2 separate regions of the Mus musculus genome follow, and region 2 is linked to region 1. A link is a contact called in public Hi-C data. All regions are on one chromosome and are shown on one strand. Each heading gives the region's core, a stretch centred on a gene start, on an enhancer-like site or on the middle of the called end of the contact. The rest is flanking DNA. Distances are from core to core; before and after follow the strand shown.

Evidence for each region. A called contact is a pair of places that touch in the nucleus more often than the background predicts.
Region 2: a Hi-C map of uterus shows a contact between it and region 1, with 3 times the contacts expected there. The contact joins two enhancer-like sites. A contact is called at or near these places in 6 of 484 Hi-C or Micro-C datasets (3T3-L1-derived adipocytes, the N1E-115 cell line, embryonic fibroblasts and 3 more) and 4 of 115 datasets of contacts at active chromatin or transcription factors (Th17 cells, embryonic stem cells, heart atrium and 1 more).

The regions. Positions count from the first base shown.
Region 1 is chr11:16,798,401-16,803,690 of GRCm38.p6, forward strand. The region is part of intron 1 of Egfr (epidermal growth factor receptor); the gene reads left to right. Among named protein-coding and RNA genes, the nearest start is that of Gm39584, 7.6 kb to the left of the region's middle. Within about 2 kb of position 2,306, at least 84 of the 459 cell types and tissues checked have an H3K27ac peak or open chromatin away from gene starts, as enhancers often do. A contact at or near this core is called in pancreatic cancer cells and uterus, where this site is marked.
Region 2 is chr11:16,864,172-16,869,461 of GRCm38.p6, forward strand. Egfr (epidermal growth factor receptor) reads left to right here. Exons shown (of 28, transcript NM_207655.2): 5 at 3,060-3,128; 6 at 3,937-4,055; 7 at 5,048-5,189. Among named protein-coding and RNA genes, the nearest start is that of Egfros, 36 kb to the left of the region's middle. Within about 2 kb of position 2,575, at least 15 of the 459 cell types and tissues checked have an H3K27ac peak or open chromatin away from gene starts, as enhancers often do. A contact at or near this core is called in pancreatic cancer cells and uterus, where this site is marked.

The DNA of each region.
Region 1 (5,290 bases), core at 1,056-3,555:
CTAAAAAGAGCACTAAATGAGATGGGCTGGCTTTCAGTTGGTGAGAATGCAATCTATAACTACATAACAGTTCTTTACAAAATAAGCAAGCAGACTCACTGGGCATTTCCATTCAACTGGAAATATCCAAGCTTATTTAACTCAATTAATTGTTCTTGTCCATTTTTTTTTACAGCCTAGCCAGTGTCCATTAGCAATTAGTTATGAATGGCACATTTGATATGGAAACATCTCATTTGAGGTGCTACTGTGGTTTATTTTGAAAATTTGGTTAGCTTTGTTCTAACAGCTTTAAAAGCATTACAACCCGTCCTATCCGGGAGCTTAATGAACATTCCATACAACTTACCTTGCCAAAATTTTGGACTGAAATAAAATCCTCACCATAACTGAACAGACCAATAGAAATGGTAACAAATATCAACAAATATACTTAAAACTCAAGAAAGCCTTGCAGGTTCCTTTAATGAGTCACAACATATAAAGATTTTAATATGAAGGCTCCATGCTACCAGCAAAAGCTAATTTCCTTGGCAGACAAAATTGTAATAAACATTATGCTATGCACCTTGGTTTAAGTTATTAGGACAATGGGGGGTGTATGTGATGGGGCATGTTCGGGGAGCACAACAGGAGGGGGATGAAGACTGGACTATAAAAAAGGATTAAAGATTAAAAAAAAAAAACATGTTTTTAGGACAGTGTGTGACCCAGATTACACAACTAATGTTAAGAGAAAGATTTTTCTTTTGGATTTTTGTTGCTGGGTATACCCATTTTCATATGCAAGCACACACACACACATTCTTCATCTATTAGAGATGAGTGAGCTGGCCTGCTCTCATTGCTTCAATTGTGTTCTGCCTCCTAAGAATTCTCATGACAGCAACTTGGGCTTTCAAGTGGCCCAGTGTAGTCAAGTTCAAAACAATATATTCCTAAGCTTCAGGAGGAATGTAGGTATGTTTGATCCATGATATAAACATCATTTAATTCATTAATATTAGAGCCCTGTATGAATCTTCCAATGCTCCTTGTAATAAACCCCAATTAAAGCATGATTGCTTCACACAGAAGCCTCCAGCAAAAGACTTCTGCCTGTTTGAATGCCATTAGTGGAGTAGACAGCTCTCCATTCTCAAAGAATTATTTGTACACACATTGTACTGACCCACTTGAGTATGTCAGATTATGTTATGTCAGAGCTCTGAGGAACTTCATATAAGGTTTGCACCTTCATAGGTATGCCTGGTCCCTGTCACTGGCCATTCTATTGTAGGATGTCAATAAACATGAAGAATAGACAATGGGAAGTGGGAAATGGCAAACAGCAGAGGACATGAATCAGCATGTGCTTTGAAATTAGAAAATGGAAGTCACTGCAGAGAGAGAACCAATAACAGCTAAATAAAAGTTAGATAACACTGCACATTACTGCCAATATATGTGTGCCCTTACTGAGGACATACACAATAATGTGTGACCTGAAGAATCATTTGATGCTTTGGCAAGATGATTGAGGGTCTGCAGTGCACATACAACTCAGCCCTTCCTTCACCTCTAGGACATCTTGGCAAATGTGACAGTTTGAGTGACTAGTGTTCTTTGCCAGCTATAGGCTACTTATATGGTGCTGTGAATGGGCCAAGAATCTGGCCTCTGGAACACAGCATTCCTTGACAGTCATTAAGTAAGGTTTCTGAGGAAAAAAAATATTTATGGCTGTGGGATTGTTTTCTTGAAGATACCTAGAGAACACAGGTGTAACTATGATGCTTTCCTTACTGACTGGGCCTTAGCTTAGTCATGACATTTACACATGAAAGTGAAAACTTGCCCTTTCCTTGGTGTCCCACAGGAAGCCTGCATGTATTCACTGCTGCCTGTGTTGTGTCCTTACAGGGATGTATAAGGGCTGTGTGCCTGTGCTGGGCAACCTGGTTCACACATTCCCCTCTAATTCTCCCTACAAGACTATGATGTGATTAAATAACACCAGTTTACTTTCACATGGAACAACTCAGAAGCACTCGCAGCAGGGCAGCTATTTAGGCTAACAGATCTGAACCTACTAGAGAATTTGGAAAACAGCATTCTAGGGAAGCCCAGGAGCTGCTCTAGGCTGCATGAAGTCTTCCTCTAGAGTTAGCTTCTAGAAGAGATGCTCTGGAGACTTGGCTGGTGAGTGGCAGAGTTGCGTTGTCTTTCGCCCTAAGGCAGCTGCGAAGAGCTGGAGGCTGCGTCCTGAGCTGCTATTGGAGAGCAGGCTCTGACGCATCAGGCTCAGTCTTGTTTAGCTAGAAAAGCTTGGCACAGTTGTAATGTTTCTCCAGCTAAGCACTATCTCAAGTGACCCAGTGACACTGTGGGTGTAGAAGGGGGAGGAGGCGGCCAGGGCTGCTGGGGCAAAGTACATGGCTGTGAAGAACATTTGAAAATAATAAGTGTGAGTCAGAAGCAGGCTTTACTCCTGACACTCTGGAAACCATGCAACACTTATCTTGCTCCTGTTCTTGATAGGATCTTACATGTTTACATTTGCATATGGGCATTCAGGAAGGAAGGAAAGAAGAAATAGGTGGTGGCAGTGAGGATGAGTGTTCCTCCAGTGTTAGGTGACAGAGCTCTGCCCATCAGGCTTCCAGTAACACTTGCCCACAATACCATCCCTGAAGCACTTACCTGCACCAGAAAGTTCCTTTTACATTATCATTTTAGACTTGACACTGTCTCCAGAAAGGGGAAACCTTTTCTACTTTCTTTCTTAAATGATAAGAAATACACACCAGTTATACCAAGTTAGCTAAAATACCTTAGCACATAAAAGTTTATACACCTCTCTCTTCCTCCTTCTGCTCTGGACAGCCTGGGGAAATAAGTTTTATAAACTGTGATGTGTCTTTACTTGCCTACAAAAGTTTGGAGTAGTTTGGAGACCACATGCTCCCTACAGCTAATGAATGAATGAATGAAGTAATGCCCATGCCAGTCTAGCATGGATCAGTCTTGATTAGAGCTTGGGTACTGCTACAGAGCCATAGATTTTGGCTGTCCTAAGAAGGGCAGGGAGTGTCATTGAGATGGAATTGAATAGGCAATACAAGGTCCCTGTGACATCACTTGCCCTGCTCTAGAGCAGTGGATCAGCGGCATGCACAAAGAACCTCCTGACCTGTGTTTCTTTATTGGCCTGTTCATGCTAGCCTGGGCTTCTCTATCGACTAGAGTGGGTTAGAGCAGAGCACCGGACTCCCAACCATTCACCAGCTCTTCTTGTTCTTCTGGATAACAGAGAGGATTTAGGTGGTTTCAGAAGGATAAAGAGAATCAAACTTAGCTTTCTGAAAAGCTATGTGGGTTGAAATAGTCACAGGCTAAATTCAAAGTAAAGGGTGAAGGAGTCCTGTGTTGAGGCTAGGTGAAGAAAAGAAGCCCACATGGGGGTTTGGATGGAACATCCAGAGAGGGAAGGAAGAGGCGGAGTCTAGGAGGGAGCAGGTCAGCAGTCTCAGGGGCTGTAGAGGTAGTGCCCTGTCCCAGCCTGCATTAGAGACAGTAGGTGGGCTGATGTGCCTCGGTACAGATGTGCCCATGTGGATTCTGCCGAGGTGACAAATGGCCAGAGTGTGAATGCTGGAGTGAGGAGAAATGGAAAAGAATTGTGTGTCCTGAATCTGGGAGAGATGTTGAGAAAAAGAGGGTGGGCTTGCACATTACTTCATTTCCCCTCAGAGATGTGCTCTTTGTGTGACTTCTCTTCCAGGGTCTGGATTTCAGCGAAGGTTGAGACGCATGTGAATTAAACCTCCGTTCCATTTACTTTCTACTATTTTGTTTACTGCTGATTTTCTCACGATAGTTTACTGTGATAGTACACTGTACTATCACAGGTTGTTGTCGTTGCTATGGCTGAATACCACAGACCGGATGATTTATAAAATATAGGATTTTGTTCAGCTCAGGGTTAGGAGGCTTGGAAGAGTGAAGTTTGGGAAGCTGCATCTGTGGGGCACCTTTGTGACAGTCAGGACTCTGCAAAGCCTCAAGGCAGTGCAGACAGTCACATGGAAAGGGATGGGATAGGCAAGACAGTTTTGTGACAGGACTACTCTTAAGTTAGCTAAATCATCCATTAGTTCACTAACAGATTAATTCACTCCTGAAGGCAGGTCCTTGTGACCGAATCAGCTCTTAAATATTCTCACCTGGTGTCACCTTTTAATGTTTCCAAGCGAGCCTTAAATTTTGATGGAGTCTTTCAAACCACACTGTGTGCTCTCATTTGCTGATTGTGGAGAATTTTGGTGGCCTTCTGGGTTTGTGTGCAAGAAATAGGCTTGCCTTGTTTGCTTTTTACTGGCTATTATTTTCATAGAACCTCAAAACCTTAGTAGGCAAAGGAAGTGAATCCAACAGCTGGTGAGAAAGAAATGCTGTGTGCTTCTAAGAACTCCGACAAAGCTGAAATAGGCATGCAGCCAGGACAGACATTTGTGCATTCAGGGTTCTTTATATAGTCTATGTTACTCACTCTCTACTAGTAGTATATAATAGCTCACTTTCAATTTCTTGACATAATCATTTGCTAGATAAAAGAAAAGAATCTTATCTCAAAAGTGTTTGCCTTTCATGAATTATGCTTTTTGCACTCATGTTTTCTCATAGTATCTTCTAGAAGGTTTTTGTTTTGTGTTTTAGATTTAAGTATGACATCTTTCCTTTTTAAAGTTTTAAGCAGTTACATCCTGGTGCATGCTTTTGCTATGATGTCCATTTGCTTTGAAAAGGTCCATGTTTTAACATAAGACACTGTAAGGCTGCACTGTGCAATAAGTACCCATCTCTGCTTGTTGTTTAGTACATACAAGATGGAATCCTACCTGTCGATTCACCACACAAGCAGAGCTAGAGGACATTATGTCACAAGGCTGGATGCACAATGGCCATTTTGTGTGACCTCACTTACATGTAGAATCTGAAAGGGAGGGCAGAACCCATAGAGGCAGAGAAGCATGGTCCCCAGGGGCTGAGGAGATGCCCTGGGAAAGCAACCAGATTTCAGTTTGCTGGAGGACATACCTTCAAGAGGTCTATGGAAAATAATAGTGACTACAGCTAATAACAGTGCGTTGCAGACTCTAGAACTGCTAGTGGAGTAAATACGTATCTTTTTACTATTCCAAAATAAAAGAGAAATTATATGAAGTAACACATACATTAATTATCTTAAGTTAGCCATTCCACAGTGATGAAAATATCAATATATCACATTTAGTACCGTAAATATAAC
Region 2 (5,290 bases), core at 1,325-3,824, 66 kb after region 1:
TATTTTGTTATTGGCTGTACTACCATTTGTTTATCTCTTTATAGGCACTTGGGTTGACTCTCTGAATAATATTACTGTGAGTGTGGGTATTAAGTTTTTTGTTTTGTAAATATATATCCTACCAGCTACACACTGTGACATTGAGCATGTAAGAAACTGAACAGTATTTTACAATGGATTTTTGTTATTACCTATGAAATCAAGGTTAGCAGTTCTTAAGATTTTTGATGTTCAATAGGTGAACTAAGTCATACATATTTAAAATATTACATGGAGAGTTATGGAGCTGAATTTGCCACAGTTAAAATCAAGTACCTTACAATGGCAAATTTATACTCATTGATATATGAAAAACCCACAAAGGAATGTTGAAAAACAGTATACAAGATTCAAATGTTTTAACATTTGATCTCTGACCTGAAAAGGTATTAATTTAATAATATTTAGCTCTCTGTTACTAGAATAAAAATGCCTTAGTTTACAGGCAAGGTTTACTTGGGCTCGCTGCTTTGCAGCTTTCCTCCACAGTCAGTTGGCCATAGTGTTCTGGAGCCTATGGTGAGCCCATGTGTCATGATGGTGCCATAATCACAAGAGAAAGGAGGAGAGATCAGGATTGGCTTGCTCCTTCAAAGACCCTGCCTTCAGTGGCTGAGATTCCAGTACTGCCACCCTTTTTTCCCCTAATATAGCATTTTATTTATTATTTGAGAATTGCACACATGTATATAAGTAATTGTGATCATATTCAATCCCCTTTTTTTTTTCCAATTCCTCTGTTCCCCATGCCCTCATCCCAATTTTATATCTTGTTAAAATAATCCACTGAATACAATCAGTGCTGCACATATGTGCATGGATGTAGGACATCCACTGGAGCATCCTTAACCAACCAGGGGCCACACCCTCTTCCAGCAGTCAGGGATGAGTTCTCATGATCCCTTCCCCCACCCATGCTGGAATGTTGACAGGCTTGGTCATATGCAGGGCTTAGGCAGGCAGCCACAGCTGCTGAGAGTTCCTGAGAAGAACAGATGTGCTGTGTCCAGATGTTGTCTCGCAGCAGTCTTCCCTGGGCTCTGGTTCTTATCATCTTCCCACCCTCTTTTCTGTGATGTTCTTAGAGCCTTAGGAGTGTGGGCTGTGTGGCAGATATTCTATTTATGGCTGACTATTCCATAGGCACTTACTCTCTGCACTTTGGCACTTGAGAGTCTCTGTAGTAATCGTTATCTAACACACAAAGAAGCCTCTCTGATGAGGACTGAGCACTAATGACTGTAGAGATAAGTATTTGGAGGGCAGCTTGATGATGTGTCTGTGTAGCAAAATAATAGTAGTCAGTTCTTCCCGAGAGCTCAGGAGCTCTTGAGCCATGGGATCCTGGCCAAATTTGCAGTACCAGGCACAGTGTCCATCTGTGGAGTAGGTCTTAAGTCAAGCTAAAGAATGGTTAGTTTCTCCTCATAACGTTCGCACACATCTTGCCAGGTAGTCATTAGTCCTATCTCTTAAAGTCCCCATCACCTCTCTGTGCCATAAAGCGTGAACCTCTAGGAGTCGTTACGTATTCAAACTATAGCACTCATCATGAGAATAAGCCTAAGTGAACCAAAATTGCATAAATAAGTGACATTTCAAGTAAGAGTTGATTCAGTAAATTGTTCTGCAGTGCCAATGATTAAGGGACAAATAGCCCAAGTATTAGAGCTATAACAGATTTTTAAAAACAACTAGAAAATGAGAGTTATATATATTAGAAGATAGGGAATCTCTATCCCCTGGATCTCTTCCTTCTACTCTCCTCATTGAATAGCTGCAGATGCGCGTTCCTTTTGAGAAGTTTGCACTTCATCTTTAACAACAAAATCAGTATTATGAGGTGGCTTTAAATGCTATACATGTGAGGCATCTGAGATTCAGAAGAGCAGCCCACTGTGGCCAACATATTTTATCATTGATAAAGTTTACAAATTGAGGTTATAAGAGTGAATTTATGAGAAAGAAAAAAAACATAAAATCATCAGCTACTCCATGCATCAATATAAGTTCCAAATATGTATTAAGTATATGTAAGTATATATAAATAAATATGTTATATTTATACAAAATATAGGTGTAGTTCTAGAAGGAAACATGAGGATAAATATTTATAGTATCAAGTATCAAGTTGCAAAGAGAGTTCTGACACCGTCAAATAAGCTTCCATGTGAAATAAAATTGTTCTGTGAGATAAGATTGCCCGAAGAGGGCTACAGAACTAAGCAGAGTGGTCTCTACAAGCCTAATGGAGGTGGTAAGTAAGCAGCACCACAAAAAAGTGAAGGCGAGAAAAGTAAATGTGCTTCCCAGAAAGAAATTCTCAACATCTGTGCTGGTCAACATGTTGATCGTCAGTTCTCAGGATGATTAATGGCTGAATAGAAACCCTTTGCAGCTGCAACTTGATATTGACCAACTATAAAAATACAAATATTTAGCAATTACAAAGATTTCCAGACAGTAGTATGCCAGCTATTAACTAAGGTTTTAGGTGATTAGCCAAGTGACTCACAGAATTAGAATGTTCGCTTCCTGTGTCATGTTCTGCACCACTTCATGGCTTGGAGGAAAGGAGTGTTCATTTACCAGACTCAACATAACATCCTAAATATCTAGTGATGATTGCCCCACACAGTCAGTCAAGACTGAATGTAGCAAGGTGCATAAGTGTACATTGAGCGGATCTGGTTAGAGAGAAGCCTAATCAGGTGGCACCTCCGAAACCCTAAATTCATTAGCTTTGTCATTTGTGTGGCTGTGACAAGTCAGTAAGTAACCTCTGTCTCAGCTTCCACAGCTGAAGTACAAGCAAAAGCAGCCCAAGGCTCACCATTTTTTCTTTTGTGCAGGAGTCCTTTAATTTAGCTTACAAAGCATCCAACCCAACTATGAATACAAAGTTTCCAAGCTGTTCCTCATTTCTAGGACATTCTTTAGGACCTTGAGAGAGTTGTCAGTTGCGTGTTATTTGTTACTTTTATTGAAATGCACATTTAACTACTTGATTTTTATTTCAGGCCCCAAATGTGATCCAAGCTGTCCCAATGGAAGCTGCTGGGGAGGAGGAGAGGAGAACTGCCAGAAATGTAAGTCAGTGCAGCATCAGGGCCTGAGAAACATGCCCTGGTGAGGGAGTCCACACAGTATGTGGTCCTCCACTCCTCCGCTTTGTGACTGAACAAGTACAGGAGCTTGGCAAAAGACTCAGAGTTAACCACTTCATGAGCATCAGTCTTGGAAACATCACAGTGCACAACTATCTAAGGCTTACTACGTGGGATAATTTAACCTGTCATTAAATGCAAGAAAGCCAACCACCCAAGTGTCCATGGTGACACACAGGATGCCTTGTCCCCTGATCCAATCCTCCCCGTTTTCCAGAGCCAACTAATATAGAAGTTTGACGGTGTTGCTCCACAGAGTTCATGTGTGAATCCTACTAACTTAAAAAACAAAGTTTAATTTACTTCAGCATGGTTACTGCTTCACTCAAAGAACCTGGGCGTGTGTCAGCTTCAAAATTGACTGTAGTTCATTGCCTTTGTGACCTAACTATCTCGTTCCTTTAAACACTGCCTCCTGCCAGGAGCTCTTCTTGCTATGTGCCTTCTGTATTGCCAGAAATTCCCTAGATAATATCTACTTATTCAAAAGATCTGATCAGACTTGTTTCGATTATTTCTCCCAAGTGATTTGAGATAAATGATAAAAATGTACCAAGGGGAAAGTTGTGATTATATTGTTTGGCTGACTGTGAAAGCCTAGAAGCTGCTCCCTGTCACAAAACCCATGGTTCCTCCTTTATTTCTTTCTACTGGGTGCAAGCATTCCTTGGTGTCTCTAGAAGATGAGCTGCCACTTAAACACAGCTCACTGGTAATCTTTCTTTTTCAGTGACCAAAATCATCTGTGCCCAGCAATGTTCCCATCGCTGTCGTGGCAGGTCCCCCAGTGACTGCTGCCACAACCAATGTGCTGCGGGGTGTACAGGGCCCCGAGAGAGTGACTGTCTGGTAAGACTCTGGCTACTGGGGAGTTGTGCTGCAGAGCTGTGCACGTGCTCGACATCTGACTGTGACAGCAGCCTTCATGTGGTGCACATTTTAATTAAGTGTTGTCATGGACAACAGTAGCAACATTATGAGAAATGAAGGGAGCTCTTCTTCTGTAAGACCCCCTGAGAACCATCCCAGTTACCCAGACCTTTGGGCAGTATGGCATGTGCACACCATATTTTCATGCCTCTTGGGCTGCTCCCCTCCTAATCCTACCCCATCCCACAGTGTCTCCCCTCAGACCCTCTACCTCTGGTGAAAGCTCTAGTGTTAACTTTGCAGCTGTCAGGGGTTAGTGAATGTGATTCCTGGGGTCCTTGCCAACCCAAGCAAACTCCATTAGGCTCCAGAAAAGGAAGTCCACCTAAAGGTAGAGTCTAGAGTATTCTATCATTCTGGAACAGAAGATTCTTAAATTCTATAAACTAAACCTAGCTCCAGGCATCTTTTTTTTTTTTCACCTGGGTAGTCTGGTCTGATTCAAATGGGCAGCCCGGGGATAAAACTACAAATGGAGTTCTTAGAAAGATCCAACAGCTCTCTACATGGAATCTTCTTGCTAAGATTTCTGCAGTTTGTCCATAAATTATAAAATATATTCTTATAGTGTTCTTTATGAAAGAAACCCAGTAAAAACTGAGTTTAAAAATAGTTACAGCATACTTTCCAATATCATGTGTAGATTTCATTATTACCTTTTTTTTAACCACAAACCCTAGGCTGTATCAATTGAGACAGTCAGTATACTTAAAAATGTATACTTAGTACTCATAAGAGGAAGGTGTTTCTGACTATCCTGGAAAGGCTTACTAGACATTTTTCCTCTCTAATTGAGCATGTAAAACACCGAAAACTGTCACTGTCCCACTGACCTGCAGGCTGCCTGGCACTGGGTTCCTTTCATTTGGATGCCACATCCTTGACCAGACATGTTGTCCCTCCTATGACAGGTCTGCCAAAAGTTCCAAGATGAGGCCACATGCAAAGACACCTGCCCACCACTCATGCTGTACAACCCCACCACCTATCAGATGGATGTCAACCCTGAAGGGAAGTACAGCTTTGGTGCCACCTGTGTGAAGAAGTGCCCCCGTGAGTTTGCCCTTTCACCCAACAGTCCTCATTTCCTCTTCTGTCTTATGCTAGAGTCCTGGGCAGTTTGGAGGCAGCCACTGTGCTTGCCTTGTTGTCCT